2 separate regions of the Rattus norvegicus genome follow, and region 2 is linked to region 1. The links are chromatin contacts, called in public Hi-C maps. All regions are on one chromosome and are shown on one strand. The core of a region is the stretch at or near the end of the contact, and the rest is flanking DNA. Distances in the headings are between cores, read along the strand shown.

The links. A called contact is a pair of places that touch in the nucleus more often than the background predicts.
Region 2: a Hi-C map of Schwann cells shows a contact between it and region 1, with 2.7 times the contacts expected there. The contact joins the enhancer-like site here to the promoter of Igfbp5 in region 1. A contact is called at or near these places in 2 of 12 Hi-C or Micro-C datasets (Schwann cells and mammary epithelial cells).

The regions. Positions count from the first base shown.
Region 1 is chr9:81,910,580-81,917,950 of GRCr8, reverse strand. It overlaps Igfbp5 (insulin-like growth factor binding protein 5), which reads left to right and starts at 3,764. Exons shown (of 4, transcript NM_012817.2): 1 at 3,764-4,645. The coding sequence starts at 4,312.
Region 2 is chr9:81,996,481-82,003,851 of GRCr8, reverse strand. LOC120094704 (a long non-coding RNA gene) reads right to left here. Exons shown (of 3, transcript XR_005489198.2): 3 at 4,435-6,953. LOC134480592 (a long non-coding RNA gene) reads left to right here. Exons shown (of 2, transcript XR_010055028.1): 2 at 1,114-1,553. Among named protein-coding and RNA genes, the nearest start is that of Tnp1, 44 kb to the left of the region's middle. Within about 2 kb of position 3,086, at least 2 of the 93 cell types and tissues checked have an H3K27ac peak or open chromatin away from gene starts, as enhancers often do. A contact at or near this core is called in Schwann cells, where this site is marked.

The DNA.
Region 1 (7,371 bases), core at 2,515-5,014:
GAGAGGGCGGAGCCCCTGAGAAGTTCTGTGCAACACCGAGTTATTCTTGAGAAAGTCCCCGAGCCACGACAGCAAGAGGTTCTGAGCTATGTCTGGACTGTGTGAAATAGACGAACTAACATTTTAAAACATGCTAAAGGGAGACCGTGTTGGGCTCTTTAATGAAGATCAAATCCTAATTACGCATGGGCGAAGTTTTAGGGCTGGGGGAACCTGGTCTCCAGGGTAAATCTTGAGGAACAACTAACTGCTAGAAGGATGATTTAATAACTCGAGCATGTATGGTACCAGCACCAGGAAGAGTGGGCAGGCTGGACAGCATAAAAGTGAACTCACAGGGTGTGGGGTCACAAGTGTGCCCCTCTGTCAAGCCTATGCCTCTCCCATGCACCTAATCCCATTGTTAAAACTCCTCTGCTTCTTCTTCCCCTGCGTGAAAGGAGGCGGAGGCGTAATTTCAGTGATGTATCTGTTCTGCCACCTAGCCTTCAGTGATGACACTGCACCGAGGCAGCCTTGAGCTGCTCTCCGCCCTGACTCTGTCCTGTTACTGTGGAAGGATGTGAAGAGTAGGTGCCTGTTTTTTTTGAGTATCGGAGTGTAGGATTCAGATGAGACAGTGGCGTTAGTCTGCCTGACATGTCCTGGTCTCTCTGTATGCATGTATCTAGGGGGCAAAAAGCCAATGACCAGATCTTGAGACTGGAGCCAACGCCATAAAGAAGCCTCTCTTAGACAGTAGTTAGACTTGCTTCTCCCGACCCTTGCCCTGGAAATCATTCCAAAACCTTCGAGAAGCAGCCAGCTTATGGAGGTCTGGTAAGCTTCCTGAACTAGAACGTGCCCTGTGCCCTTTGAACACTGTCCAGATAAACAGCACAAATCTTTCATTCGTTTGCAGTTCTTGAAGCTGCAGGTCCTTTTTGTCAAAGGAAAGAGTGATCTCCCGGGAGGTGGAACATGGTAGATGATACTTAATTTCAAGCATCACTAAGACCATTGTGTCCAAAGGCTTGTCACACACACAATACACTCATGGCAGCAAAGCTAAGCCAGTGGGAAAGGAGGTGTCTGGGCATGGGACCAGGTTTGAATGTGTCCAGAGAAAGCCATCTCAATGAAACTCTGTTGATATCAAGTCCCCCACCCCCCATCTTCTGAAGGTTATCGTAAAGAGCCCGGAGCTTTTCAAATAGAATGGAAAGAATGGAATCATGGGAAGCCCTTATGCCCCAACACCCAGAATGCTTGTCACTAAACGTCACATGTAGATTGTTCACCATAAAACTCACCTCTCTAGTCACAGATCTTTGGACAAAAATCCTTGCAGACAATGCCAGGATTGGAGGAGCCTGTACTTTCTTTTGTGTTCACCCTGTGTTCCTGTCTCTGAGTTCCTTCTGCCCTTTTGGAAGTAGAGATCAACATGGTTGCTTAACATACACAGTCTTTCACTGATCTCTCCCCATGACCTCACTATCACCTTTCAAGGACCAATTCCCCATCCTCTCTCACTTTTCTTCTCTCTGCCCCCCTCTCTTCCCTACAAACCATCTCCTCTTTTACTGGTCCTTACACACGGGGTACTCTCCAGCCATGAGAAGTCAGCTAGCAAAAGAAAAAAAAATCGACTACTATAGGCCATATTTTGAGAGAACTGAGCAACTTTTGAGGAACTGGACAGAAGACCTAGTTTTCCCATTGCAAATGCTACACCAGGGTGAGCTGAACCCATCCCCACGCCACGCCTCTTTCTACCACTTCCCACCTGAACTTGACTCAAATGAGAAAATAACACTTGCTCTCTTTTCCTTCTAAAATACCGCAACCTATTTTTTAACATTCATTTGCTCCCTGCTTTCCCAGGCCTTCTGACAGTAGAGATAGGTTCTGGGAGCCAACCATCCCCCGGCCCCCGCCCGCCTTTTTGTTACATTGGTGCACACTGCTCTTCCTCCCTCTCCTAGCCACCAACACAATAAAACTGCGTTGGCAATGAGTGTAAAAGCACAACTTTAAACTTTGGGTTTGCTTAAAAAATGTGCCTATTGGCACACAGAGAACTGACACTCTGATCAGGATCGGGAATGAGAACACCACCGGGTGAGATGATCCCAACGGAGCCAGCCAGGGAAATAGTTTCTCAAAAGCAGTCCTCCAGCAAGAATTCTTATCATAGATAAGGGTGCAGTCTAGTGGCAAAAGTCATGAAATGCAGCCCCTTTTCCTAAAAGAACAGAGCACTTAGCAAGGGCAGAAGAGACTCCAAGAAGGGCAAGAACTCCCCAGACACCATCATGCTCTTGGTCATGTCTTTTTTACATGGGTGGGCAGTCTACAGACCACCTATCAGGTCAACTTAATTTTCAAAACAAACAAAAAGAGCTAAAGCCATCATATTCCTTCTTTCAAAAATTAAGTTTTCTTTCATTTTCCTACGGGGAGAATGGTCCCAAGTGCTGACCAGCGGTCTGGGGATTTGTGAGGCATGAAGTCCTGGGTGAGGACTTCTCATGTGGAGGCCCCAGGGTCCTGCCGTCTCAAATACCTCTGCACACATTAATCTTAAAACAAGGTCTCCTGCAGTCAGGTACCTGTTCGCTCCAGGATCTGCCTGCCCTGTTGTCAACCCCAAGAAGGTTATCACTTTAGTCTACCTTCCTTCCATTTAAAAGGACATTGAAGGTGTCTATGTCACCAGATAAAATTGACCACCCACAGCATTTTCTCCAGGGACTCAGTCACTGCTCCCAACAAAGCTGGGGCAGAAGGGGGGGGTTATCCTTTCTTGAAAGTACACAGTGCACACACACACACACACACACACACACACACACACACACACACACACGAGCTTCCCTAGTCATCTATGTAGGTGAAAGAAAATGACCATTGAGTATAACCAAAATCAGTATCCCACCAGAACAACAACGACAAGCCCGTGCCATAATCCCTCTGTCCGGACTTCTGATGGGGGGAGGGGTGTGTGTGCACACACACCCTCCTTTTCTCCTTTAAATTCATCTCAACGCCCCTCACCAGCTACTGTACACTACTTGTCCCCCAAACACAAACACACAGACAGGCAAACCTTCAATAGTCATTTAGACACTTTTTTTTCTTAAGTTGGAAATGACTTCTTGGGTAGGGTATACACGGCTAATAAGAAAATGTGACTCCTAACAGCCAGTGTCCGGGCTAGTTGTCCAGAAAACCCACTCGCCCCATTGTGTTCACCCAGCTCCTGACGATTACAGCCATCCACCCCTCCCTCTACTTTCTCCCTCTTCTCCTCTGTAGCTCGCCCCGTACCCCCAAGCCCTTTCCGTACATTCCGTGGGGAGGAGGGCGCTGTGCAGGGAGCGAAGGGGAGCCCCCGTGTCTAGAAGGCCTCTCCCCACCCCCACCCCGTGTGAGTTTGCGCTGCAAAGCTCCCTGGCATCCTTGCATGGGTTGGGTGTTGGGGAGCTCAAATTGCAGCTACAACTGGCTGGCAGCCAGGGGCCGTCTATTTAAAAGCGCCTGCTCGACCAGAGCCCGCAGTCTCTTTGGAAACTTCTGCCGGGGGTTTTAAAAGAGCTAGGAAAGAGCTGCAAAGCTGTTTGGGCTTTTTTTCCCCCCTTTTTTGTTCCTTTTTGTTATCCCCCTCCTCGGTCTGCACCCTTCTCCGGACTTCCTGCGGGTTTCGAAGAGGTGGTGGCAGAGCAGGAGAAAAGAGGTGTTGGGGTCCAGGTTTGGTGAGGTCTGAGTTTTTGCCTTTTTCTTTTTTCCTCTCCCTTGATTTCAACATTTTCCCGATCTTCTTGGCGCCGCCGACGCCTCTTACCTGTTCTGCGCAGCGGCGCAGCTGGCAGCTGAGAGAAGTGGGGGTGCGTTTTAGGTTTTAAGCAAAGGCAAAAAAAAAAAAAATTAAGCCAAATCCATTTTTTTTCCTTCACCTCTCCCCGTTTCAAGGCCTCCAAGATCATTATTTCTGTAGCTTTGGGGTGAGCGATTCTGTGTTTCTCTTCATCACCCCTCCAATTCTGCCCCGATCCCGCCTGGGTCTCCACTCACTGCGTGCACCTGGCGCGCCTCTTTTTTTTTCACCCCCAACCTGTTGCAAGTCTTTAATCCTTGCAATTGGGACTTGCGTGCAGGCACCTGAATCCTCCTTGCCTCATATTTTGCAAGTGTTTGGAGGACAGCACCTGCTTTACCTGCAAGAGATATTTTTTAAAAAAAAAAAATCTCCAGGCTCCCTCTTGGCCCCTTTCTCCACACACTCTCGCTCTCCTGCCCCGCCCCGAGGTAAAGCCAGACTCGGAAAAAATGGTGATCAGCGTGGTCCTCCTGCTGCTGGCCGCCTGTGCCGTGCCGGCTCAAGGCCTGGGCTCTTTCGTGCATTGTGAACCCTGCGACGAGAAAGCTCTGTCCATGTGTCCCCCCAGCCCTCTGGGCTGTGAGCTGGTCAAAGAGCCCGGCTGTGGCTGCTGCATGACTTGCGCCCTGGCGGAGGGACAGTCGTGTGGCGTCTACACTGAGCGCTGCGCCCAGGGTTTGCGCTGTCTCCCCCGGCAGGATGAGGAGAAGCCGCTGCACGCCCTGCTGCACGGCCGCGGGGTTTGCCTCAACGAAAAGAGCTACGGCGAGCAAACCAAGATAGGTGAGCGCTACCGGGATTCCAGTTGCACCACACGCGAGCTGGGGAGGGAGGCACCTTGGATGGGTGGGGACCCGGGATAGATTGGGAACTCGAGCGCTTTGCGCACGCCAGTGGCTTAGACCCTGGTAGCTCCTGGGAGTAGATGGGGTGGGTCCTTGCACCTCAGACTTGAATCCCTGGCAGAGCCTGCTATCCTAAGCTGCTGCCTAACTCGGCCTGTACCAGTTTACACTCCATCTCCTTTCAATCTCCACCCCAGCCTGACCCTCCCCCACTCCTAACTCGTGGCAATCCTGACTCCGAGCTCCTTCTGAGTCTCAAAGTCCAAATCCCTAGAATCCACTCTGAAAAAGAACAGGTTAAATTATCAACTCCCTTCTCCACCCCGCCCCCATACTTTTCTCCCTAAACTTTAAAGATTCTTTTGTGTTAAAGGTCATTCTAATTGGAATCTAGAGATGCGTTATCCATCTTCAGAGCTAATTCTACCTTGATTCCCTCCAAGCCTCACCCCAACCCCCATCTCAGTGCCTCCAGATTTACCTCTCCCTCCATTCCTACTTGCTCAGGGGCGCGCGCGCGCGCGCGCGCGCGCGCGTACACTCACACACACACCCCACATCTTTGACAACTAATGTCTTTTGGGTGACGGTATTGAGAGCTCACCCCCATGTACACTTGCTGCTTTTGAATTAATATGATTGACTATGATCGATGATAAAACACGTTAGACTGTAAAATGTCTCTTTTTTTTCCTCCCAGGAAGAGAAAGAATACTTCAGGAGTGCTGGGGTAGCGCGTGGGGTATGGGCTGAAAGAGTTTGGTGTTCTGTGCCGAATATTCGTCCCTGAATTTAATGCTTTTTTTCCCCTCCTGAATTCAGATTTTACTTAGGATAAAAGATGGACATAGGTTTGAGAGGTGAAGAGGGATGTGGGATGAAGACAGCCTCAAGTTCCCACTGGATGCTGGCCCTCTCCATCTCTCCTCCCTTTTTCCCCACTCCACCCCACCCTAGCACCCTCACCCTCCACCAATCACTTAAACCAGACTAAAAGTGAGTGTGGCTAAGTGCGTAAGAGGCCCTGGAAACACAGAATGCAAAATTCAAGGGGTGGAGACAAGAAGACTACGCTCTGGGAACCACCCCTCCGCTTGCCCTGCCCCCTCTTGCCCCGCCTCCAAATTCTCTGTGCCTGGAGTGTGGTTTAAATGATTGACAGAGCTTCTTGTTCAATCAGAACAGTTTTGCCTCGAGCTAGGGTTCTTTGGGGAGTTACCTTATTACATATTTTTATTATATTATATATTATATATTTATTTAAGCTTAACCAACAATGCACAAAATCTGGGCTAGGAGAGATTAAAAGCTATTGACTCTCTCCTAGAGGTCTTTAGACTTGGCTACATGTTTTATTTGGTTCCTTACAAAGATAAAGCCCTTCTCACCACCTGTCGTCCTCCATTACTCCAACGTGAGGTAGGGTTGTAATTTTTTTTGAACGCAAACTAAAGACCTATGGATTTCACCTCGTGGGAGGGTGCGTGAGTGCCCATTAGTAGGCAGCAGAGCTTGCGTGAGCTCAGCCTCTCTCCTCGGAAACTGTAGATTTGAGCTGTCACCCATGAGGGGGATGGAGGAGTACAAACTGCGGAAGCCCCTAAAGATCAATTTTCGCGCTTATTTCTATTACATTTCTGCCTACCGAAACCGTAGGAATCCATTATATAGCTACATGGCTTGGAGACAAAAGGGGTGGCTAGCAATCTAATCACAGCCGAATTATGCAAGTTATGACTCCTCAGTATCCCGGCCCACTTTTATTTGCCCAGCCAAGCGATAGATAGGGAGTATCTGGGATAGAAGGTGTGCGCTTAATGCACACGCACGCACGCGCGCGCGCGCGCGCAAATGCTGGGCCAGCAAAGAGGCAGCATCCAACTTCCCAAGCGGACCCAGTGCACACACGCGCGTGCACATACATGCACACACGTACGCACGATTTTTTGTCCCTCTCCAGATTGCTTTAGAATTCTCTGCAGCCTCTTCAACCCGAAGCAACCCCCTCTCCTTGCCCTCAGTCCCACCCCAGCCCGCCTCAGGCAGGTGCCCAGTGGCTTGCAATTGCGCCCTGGCTGCTGTCCACAGTGGCAAAGGTTAATACCTTCCTCCCGAATGGGAGCCGGCTCTCGGAGAAGATCCTTCAACCCGAGAGCCATTAGTTAAATCCCCCGCCCCCAAAAAAAGCTAACGGTGACGTCATTCTTACGGAAAGGAAAATGGATAACGAAGAGAGGAGGTGGTCTCCTTTAGGAGAAATTCTTGTTCCCAGGCCCCCTCCCCCACCATTGAAATCTGAATATTGTGAGCTTGGAAAATCCTTTTCTCCCCCGTGAATGGAAGCTATAATATACATATACTGTGCATTTAGTATGCAACCCCAAATATATAGCATATATTCATATTATTGCATTATATAACACCCCCCAGTACAGTGAGTTTCAAGATTGAGAAGTGAGGAGCGAAGAAGAGGTGGCTGGCCGCCAAAGCTTCGGGAGAGGGGGGTGTAAGCAGGCAGGCTAGGGTTTTGCTGGGTGCGTTGCTTGGCAACTGGAGAGGGAGTCGCCTAGATGTCGTCCTGGGCTTGGAGTGCGCCTGGCTCTGCATTTTCTTTTGGCCAGTGCAGGGGCCAGCGATAGATATAGAAACGGAGGGCAGTGTGTG
Region 2 (7,371 bases), core at 1,837-4,336, 87 kb before region 1:
AGTGTAGGCAGAGGTAGAAATAACAAAAGGAAAAGCAACCATTTGAGTAGGGTCCATTAAGAAGAACAGAGTCCATGAGTAACCTTGTGAGTCTCAACTCCTCACTCAGCATGTGGTCTCAATGGTACCCCACTGGGACTGTAGCCTGGTGTAACTTACCTGGCCTGGAGGGTCAGCCCAATACCAGGATCATGGCAGCTGGACCATATGCAATAGCAGTTTGTTCCTGGTTGAAACCAAGCTGGTTGAAGTTGTTGGGTCAGCAGTTGTTATGGCTGGCCTGGGATTATGGAACCCATGCTACAATCCTCCATGGCTGGAGTCGCTCACTCCTCCTTTCCCAGCAGTTCTCCTGGCTGTTTCCAAAAGGAAGCCCTGGGGCCACAGACTTGCTGGTGTCTCCGCTACCCTACTTAGTAAGCTCAAGACTAATGAGAAATCCTTCCTCAAAACCATTTTTTAATGTAGACAGTGGCTAAGAAAGGATACCTAAGGCTGTCCTCTGACCTTATACACACACACACACACACACACACACACACACACACACGTACACAAATGCATGCACACATACATAAACACACCCAAAAGTCAAATGGAAGGTAAATGCCCAACAGAGCTCCTAGTGTGGCCCCACCAGGAAAGTTACCCATCTGGTACGTGCTAGCAGGACTGTGTGCAGTCTAGAGATCTCTATAGCTTCTCCCACATTTAAGAAAGCATAGATCTGAACAGGTAGGGCAGGGGGTGGCAGGCTTGACTTTGGTGGTAATGAGGAAACGGGGACTTGGAAGAATAGAGATGCTCTCCCTAAAGCCATACTTGGCTTGAGAAATTGAGTGACAAGCGATTGCTCCCAAGAACAAAGAGAAAGGACCTATTGTAAGGAATAAAAACAACAGTGCTGCTGCCATTGTATACAGTAAGGGATAAATACTTCCCTTATCACATTCCAACAAGCCACAGGTATTCCTTACAGAGAGGAGAGTGGAACCCCAGAAGGGTTCAATGACCTATTCAGGGCCCTCTGGGAGAGTGACGATCCTGAAAGTGACTTTTAATGCACAGTGTTAATAGTACAGTGGAAAGCTGACATAGGCCTCCATGTGACAGATACTGACAAAGATTGGAAAACTGGGCCTGGGGTAGGACGTCAGCTGAGACTAGAGCACAACAGGAGAAGACGCTGGAGGACTCATGTGGAGCACAAGCCAACATCTCTTTGAAAATGGATCTGTGTTGGGCACTCCGAGTCTCTGATCAAGGAGGAGAAAAAGAAAGCGAATCCTCATCATCATGGAACCGGTAAAATGGAGATACAGATGTGGAACCAGAACCCATACTCCACAGCCGTCTGTCTCATTAACTTTCTTTTTCAGAGCTGGCAAAAGTGGAGGTCCAGGAAGTTCTTTCTTTGAGGTCCCCCTTTCTCCTTTCCTCTCTTTAGTAACAGCCACCATGAACTATCTATAAGACATTTGCCACGCATCTTCCTCCTTGTCATGATGCTAATATCCACCTCAAGACTTTAATGATATCTACGCTAATATCTACATGCACGACTCTTTCTTCATTCCTATTTTAAGTGATGAGGAGGCTGCCTGGGGTCTCATGTCCACTCAGTATCCATGCATGGCCTTGACCTCACTCAGATCACAAGCTGTCAATGCCTCCTATTTTGTTGTTCCCTTGCTCTGTGGTCTGTCTGGGGCAGCTGCTGAGCAAACTCTGCCAAGTTCCATGATCTGTCTCCATTCCTGTCAAGGCTGCCATGCTATTAGAAAGGGGACGGGCAGAGACTGTCTTAGTTGTTTGGCATAAAGCCTAAGTATACAAGGATGGGCACCAGCATGGGCTAAGTCTCCCCATCCTCTTTGCCAAGGAGGCGGGGAATAGGAGACCGAGAAGGAATCGTCTAACCTTGTGCAAATCTTATTCGAGGTGTGAACACTGCAAACCAGGACACGATGTATCTATACACCCAAGACCAAGGGCCAGGGCACAGACAGAGGCAGCCACCAGATACAAATTAATAGGAGAGAAGAAACAGAGTAGTCTACCCTGGCGGTGCAAACCTGTTCTGCACTCGACGGCCGAGGCAGGGGGATAGCAAGTTCAAGGCCACCTGGACAATAGAGGGAGTTGGAAGTCAGCCCTGGAACTTCCCTCTTCCATGGGTGGCTTGGCAAGATTGTAAAGATATCTTATCTCAATGTACTCTGTTCTAAAGAAAAAAGATGGCTGAAAATTTAGCTCAGTGGTACTCAGTTAAGTGCTTGCTTAACATCTTTGGAGCCCCAAGTTCACTCCCCAGTACTAGAAGGAAGGAAGGGAGGGAGGGAAAGAGGGAGGGAGAGAGAAAAGGAGGAGGAGGAAGAGAAGGAGAGAGGGACTTGAAAGAAAGACCAGAATATGAGATTCAGAGTAGGGACTCCACACTGTGTTTTAGCCTGTGGGAGAACCTGAGGGTTGAGCCTGTCTGGAAGGACCATATCAGTCAGGCAGTGAGGGTTGTGTCCTGGCCTCTTGGGATGTACAGGAGGTGATGAAGAAAGAAATAAAATCCCGGCACTGTTTCCTAGGGTTGAAGAAACTCAGGTAGGAAGAAAGGCAAGGCTACCCTTGGAGGGAAGGCCTGGGGCAGGAGTAAGGGCCAATGTCCTGGGAGTGGAAAGGTCGGTTGACCACAGGATCTAGACCCCTGCCTGACCCAGAGCCCCAACATATGTTTTGCTGTTGTTTTGTTTTGTTTTTCTGGTTTCTGTGATGACAGAGGTAAATGGTGAGGAGAAATAGTCTAAGGGAACACACTGAGCCTCCCTTACCTTTGTAAAGGATCCCACTCACAATGGAAGGTCGGTGGGGACACATGCAGGTTTAACGGAGAGCTCCCCAAATCGACCGCCATGAGCAGTGGCTGGCACCTGGCCCCATCTTTTCCCACTCCCATCCACTGGCTTAAGAAATGTATGGGCTCAGTTGCCCCACCCCCACCCCAGATGGGCGCCAACATAGGTTATCCAATCTTTAGAGGCCCTGCCCCCTTATCTCCACAGCTGTCAGGAAGCTTCTGCAAGTACCAGCTCTAGTTACAGGGCATGGGCAGTGCAGGGGCAGCTGTCCAGGGCTGTCCCATGCTGTGGGCTCTTCTGACTCAGGGAAGTTGGGGGTTGGTTGGAAAGATGGAAATTTTCTCCGTGTCTCTGTGTCTCTGTGTCTTTCTGTCTCTGCCTGCCTCTCTCTCTCTCTCTCTCTCTCTCTCTCTCTCTCTCTCTCTCTCTCTCTCTCTCTCTCTCTGTCTCTCTCTCCTGTTCCCTGCTAATTTAAATTTTCTTTATGCCAGACTTCCCTTTCCCAGGCTTGTCATGTGCACCGTGACCTCGGCCTAGGCTGGGATACACGTGAGCAGGCCATCTTACAAGTCTGTCAGGTCACAATTATGTCTCGTTGGCCAGAGGCCATCGGTCTTCCATGTGCATGCACACAGTCCTTTTTGTTTGAGCAATAGAATACTCGTGTATACTTGTCTTCCTTCCAGCTCTAACCAGCGGCATGGAAGCTTTGTGTCCTCGGGGCTGTGGGAGACCCTGTCAAATGACAAGGGGTGTGTGTGTGTGTGTGTGTGTGTGTGTGTGTGTGTGTGTGTGTGTGTGTGTGTGTTGTGTGTGTGTGATGGGATAAGCGAGTACAGTGTGGGGTGCCCAAGGTTAACTTTGCAGCCCATCAAAAGGGACCTCTCTCAATCAGGAAGGGAAAACAGACCCTCAAGACTGGACTTCTACCAAACAAACTTCCTGCATCTTTGGAAGCAGGGAAGGACTGGTGGATCTGGGATTCTCCTGCCTGGTAGCTGCAAACTTCGAGAGCAAGTGACATTAAGGCAAGCCAGCTAGGTCTATGAATTCCAAAGCAGTGTGTAGGTTTCAAAAAAGAAGAAGCTGCTGGAAACTGAGCCAAATAATGCTGCCCTAAGTGTAGCAGTCAGCAACAGATACACAAAAAGATCAGCTTGTCCCCAGCCTTAGCACCACCCCAGGGCTCTGGTCCTGACTGACAGCCTTGTGGGTTTTGTCTGCACCTTTTATGTAACCATTATATCAGCTATGGATAAGAAATGGCCACATGGCTACTTCATACCTCTGCAAACTTGCAAATCTTTTCACGTCTACTGGTCAGTTTCCTCCCAAACCATGCAGGGGTCTCGGCATCTGTCCTACAGATGCCACAGATCCACACCTATGAAGAGAGTACAGTCTGCCTTATTTTGAGCACTCAAAAAGGATGTGGTTGGTTAAGAGTGTTTCAGAACGCGCAAGGCCCTGGGTTCGATCCCCAGCTCCGGAAAAAACTAAAAAAAAAAAAAAAAAAAAAAAGAGTGTTTCAGAACATGATATGAAAGATACCTCAGTCTTCTGGGACTATAAAGATCAGAAAGAAGCAGCAGAGAACTAGAAACTTCCCAAGCCTGGGTGAGTGTATAGAGGAAGTTCTCAGAATCCACCAAAGCCAGGCCACGGCAGGCAGAGAGGCCATGACTTGAGGTAGAGAGTGACTAAGACATTCTGTTCTCTGTCCTTTATAAAGTTGGTCCCTATGGGTTTGGAGTACAAGGAAGTGTGTGTGTGTGTGTGTGTGTGTGTGTGTGTGTGTGTGTGTGTGTGTGTTATGTTTATATGTATGTCTGTGTGTGTAGGATTGTTTATTAGTGTCAGCATAGGACAACATGTACCCAGAATTTAGGTGACAGCATCATAAAGTGTTATTGCAGCTGAAGGCTTTTGAGGATACACATATAAGGAAACACATGTATGCAAACACACACACACAGGCTTAATCGATGCATGTTGAATGACAACACTTCATGACCAATTTAAGGAATCGTTACCCTCATTGCATTCCTCTTAGATTTAGAGCCCTATACTAAAATTAGGTCAGTTGAACAAATCACAGGCTAGAGCAAAGAAACCTTGACTCAGGGCTGTTTGGCCATTTAATCAAAGAGTTACACTATTTTTAAAACAACCCTGAATGATGGATTTTTTTTTCCTTCTGCTTGAACAGCCAGGTGTATGGGCCTTGGCATAAAAACACCGCTGAGCTCCAAGCGGGGGTAAGGCATGTGGCTAAAAGGCCAAGCCAGCACTCTGCACACTCCTGGAAGTCTTAAAAAAGAAAAGAAGAAAATGAAAAAAAAACCCTTTGGCCTTTCCATGCACCCTCTGAACCTTCAGCTGTTCCTTCAGACAGTGTTGTCCTAAGAGCCTAGTAAAGACTTGGAGAAAGAAAGCAGGCACGGGTGTGGAGGGTGGGGCTGAGAGAATCCAATATCTAGCTCTGTGTCTAGCTCACTGCCTCCCACGATACCTTTACCTCCAGGTTTAAGCCTATTGCCATCTGATACTCTATTCAGCCATTTGAGGCACTAGACGTGGGTGCTTTTTTTTTTAATTATTTATTCTATGCACATGGTTTGTTTTGTCTGCTTGTATGTCTGCGAGTCACATACATGCCTGGTACCCACGAAGGCCAGAGAGAGTCAGATCCCCTGGAACTGTAGTTATACACTGTTGTAGTCTGCTGAGAATCAAACCTGGATTCTTTGGAAGAACAGCTAGTACTTTTAACCACTAGGCCATCTCTCCAGACCTCGAGTAGTCATTTCTTAAGCCAAAGTGAAAATTATCTTCATTTCTATTTCTCCTACTGGCCCAAACATCTGAGAGTGAGGGGGAAAACATACTTTTAGCAGGACCTTATCCTGGGATTTCCACTCCCAAGACTGAGTGCTGTGGCTTCAGGACACTGGAGATTAGAGGGAATGGGATCTGAGCCAATCCATTCTGAGGATGGGAGAACCTTTTGTGATCCCAAATGCATAGAATAGGCTTCCGAGAATCAACCAATTAGGAACGTCTGTGCCCTTGCCTCTTGGTACAGGACCTGTTCATCCATGTCTCCGCTAGGGAACAGAGGCAAAAAAAAAAAAAAGTAGCAAAACCTCACATGGTAACTGGATGATGGGATCACTGGGGTTCTTGAGACCAGCTTTGGCTCTATCCTTTTTTAGCCAAGCCTGAAGGTTACTGGATCAGGCTGGGCCTACTGGGTTAGAGAGCTGAGTCACCCAGGGAAGGGACAGCAGGGACTGTAAAGCACTGTGCATTTAAGGATGGCTTTCTAAAACCCTGGCTTTGGGCTCAGAGTTGTTATTTATAGCTCTCACAGGAATACTATTCAAACTCATGACAGCACAGTCAGTATGGCTTTGGGCACACTCCAAGCACCTGGCCCCTTCTATAATGAGCCTTGCAGGTGACAGGCCTTCAGATGCTTGAGCCCAGATTCTGAGCCTACTGTGACTCAAGTCCACACGTACGCCCACTCGCTGCCAAGGCCAAGATCCCATCTCCTGCGTGGAGGAAGTACAGCCAAGTTCATGGCACAATGTTGCCTCTAGACACACACCAAGTGTGCACACACATACATCCACAAAATCTGCATATACAAGCCGCTGCAAAGCCTGGATTCTCCACACATTTCAGAGACTGTCCCTGCTCACCAGGGCATCTGACTCAGGGAATAGAGGGAGAGCTCCTCCAGCTATCGGTTGAGCACCTCTCAGCTCCAGAAGAACTTGGCCGATGACTAAATAAAATCAGGTTATGTATCTTGGCATCCTGAGTTCAGCAGCTGGTGCCATTGATGTCCTTACGAGGCAGATACAGACGAATCAGACAGGCCAGGCATGGTGATACATGCCCTTAATCCAAGTATTCAGGAAGTTTGAGGCCAGCCTGGTCTACACAGCAAGTTCCAGGACAGCCAGGACTCCAAAGAGAAACCCTGTCTCCAAAAGCAAACAAACAAATGAATCTGAAGGACCAGACAACAGAGCCTGCTGAAACATCTGTAGGTGTAGGAGTCATTAGCCATCGCTCTCCCTCTCAGATTTTCTGAAAGAAAAAAACAAAAAAAAAAAAAAATGAAAACCACAATTCGTTGAGCAGAGGGAAGGGGTAGGTAACAGGACTTTCCCTATTAATAAAGGTATATCTATTTTGACCTCTCTGCTTGAGTGGTTTCTCTATCTTCTACCTCCCTACCCCTCTCATTTTCTTCCCTGCTTTGTAATTAGATCATTTAGCATAATTTGGTAGACTAGATTCCCTTGGTTTATTAGTCATTATTTGCTCCTTTTCTAAGTCTCCCTCATCGAGTTCTACTTCACTGCCAGTTGCCGAGAAAGCAAAACACAGCACTTAGGATGGGACATGAAGGCCAGTGGATTCAACGGGTTTGAATCCAAGCTGCCCTTGAAACTCCGCCCAGTAACTTGGTTCTGAGATGACAGAGTCAGAATGGAGCGGTCCT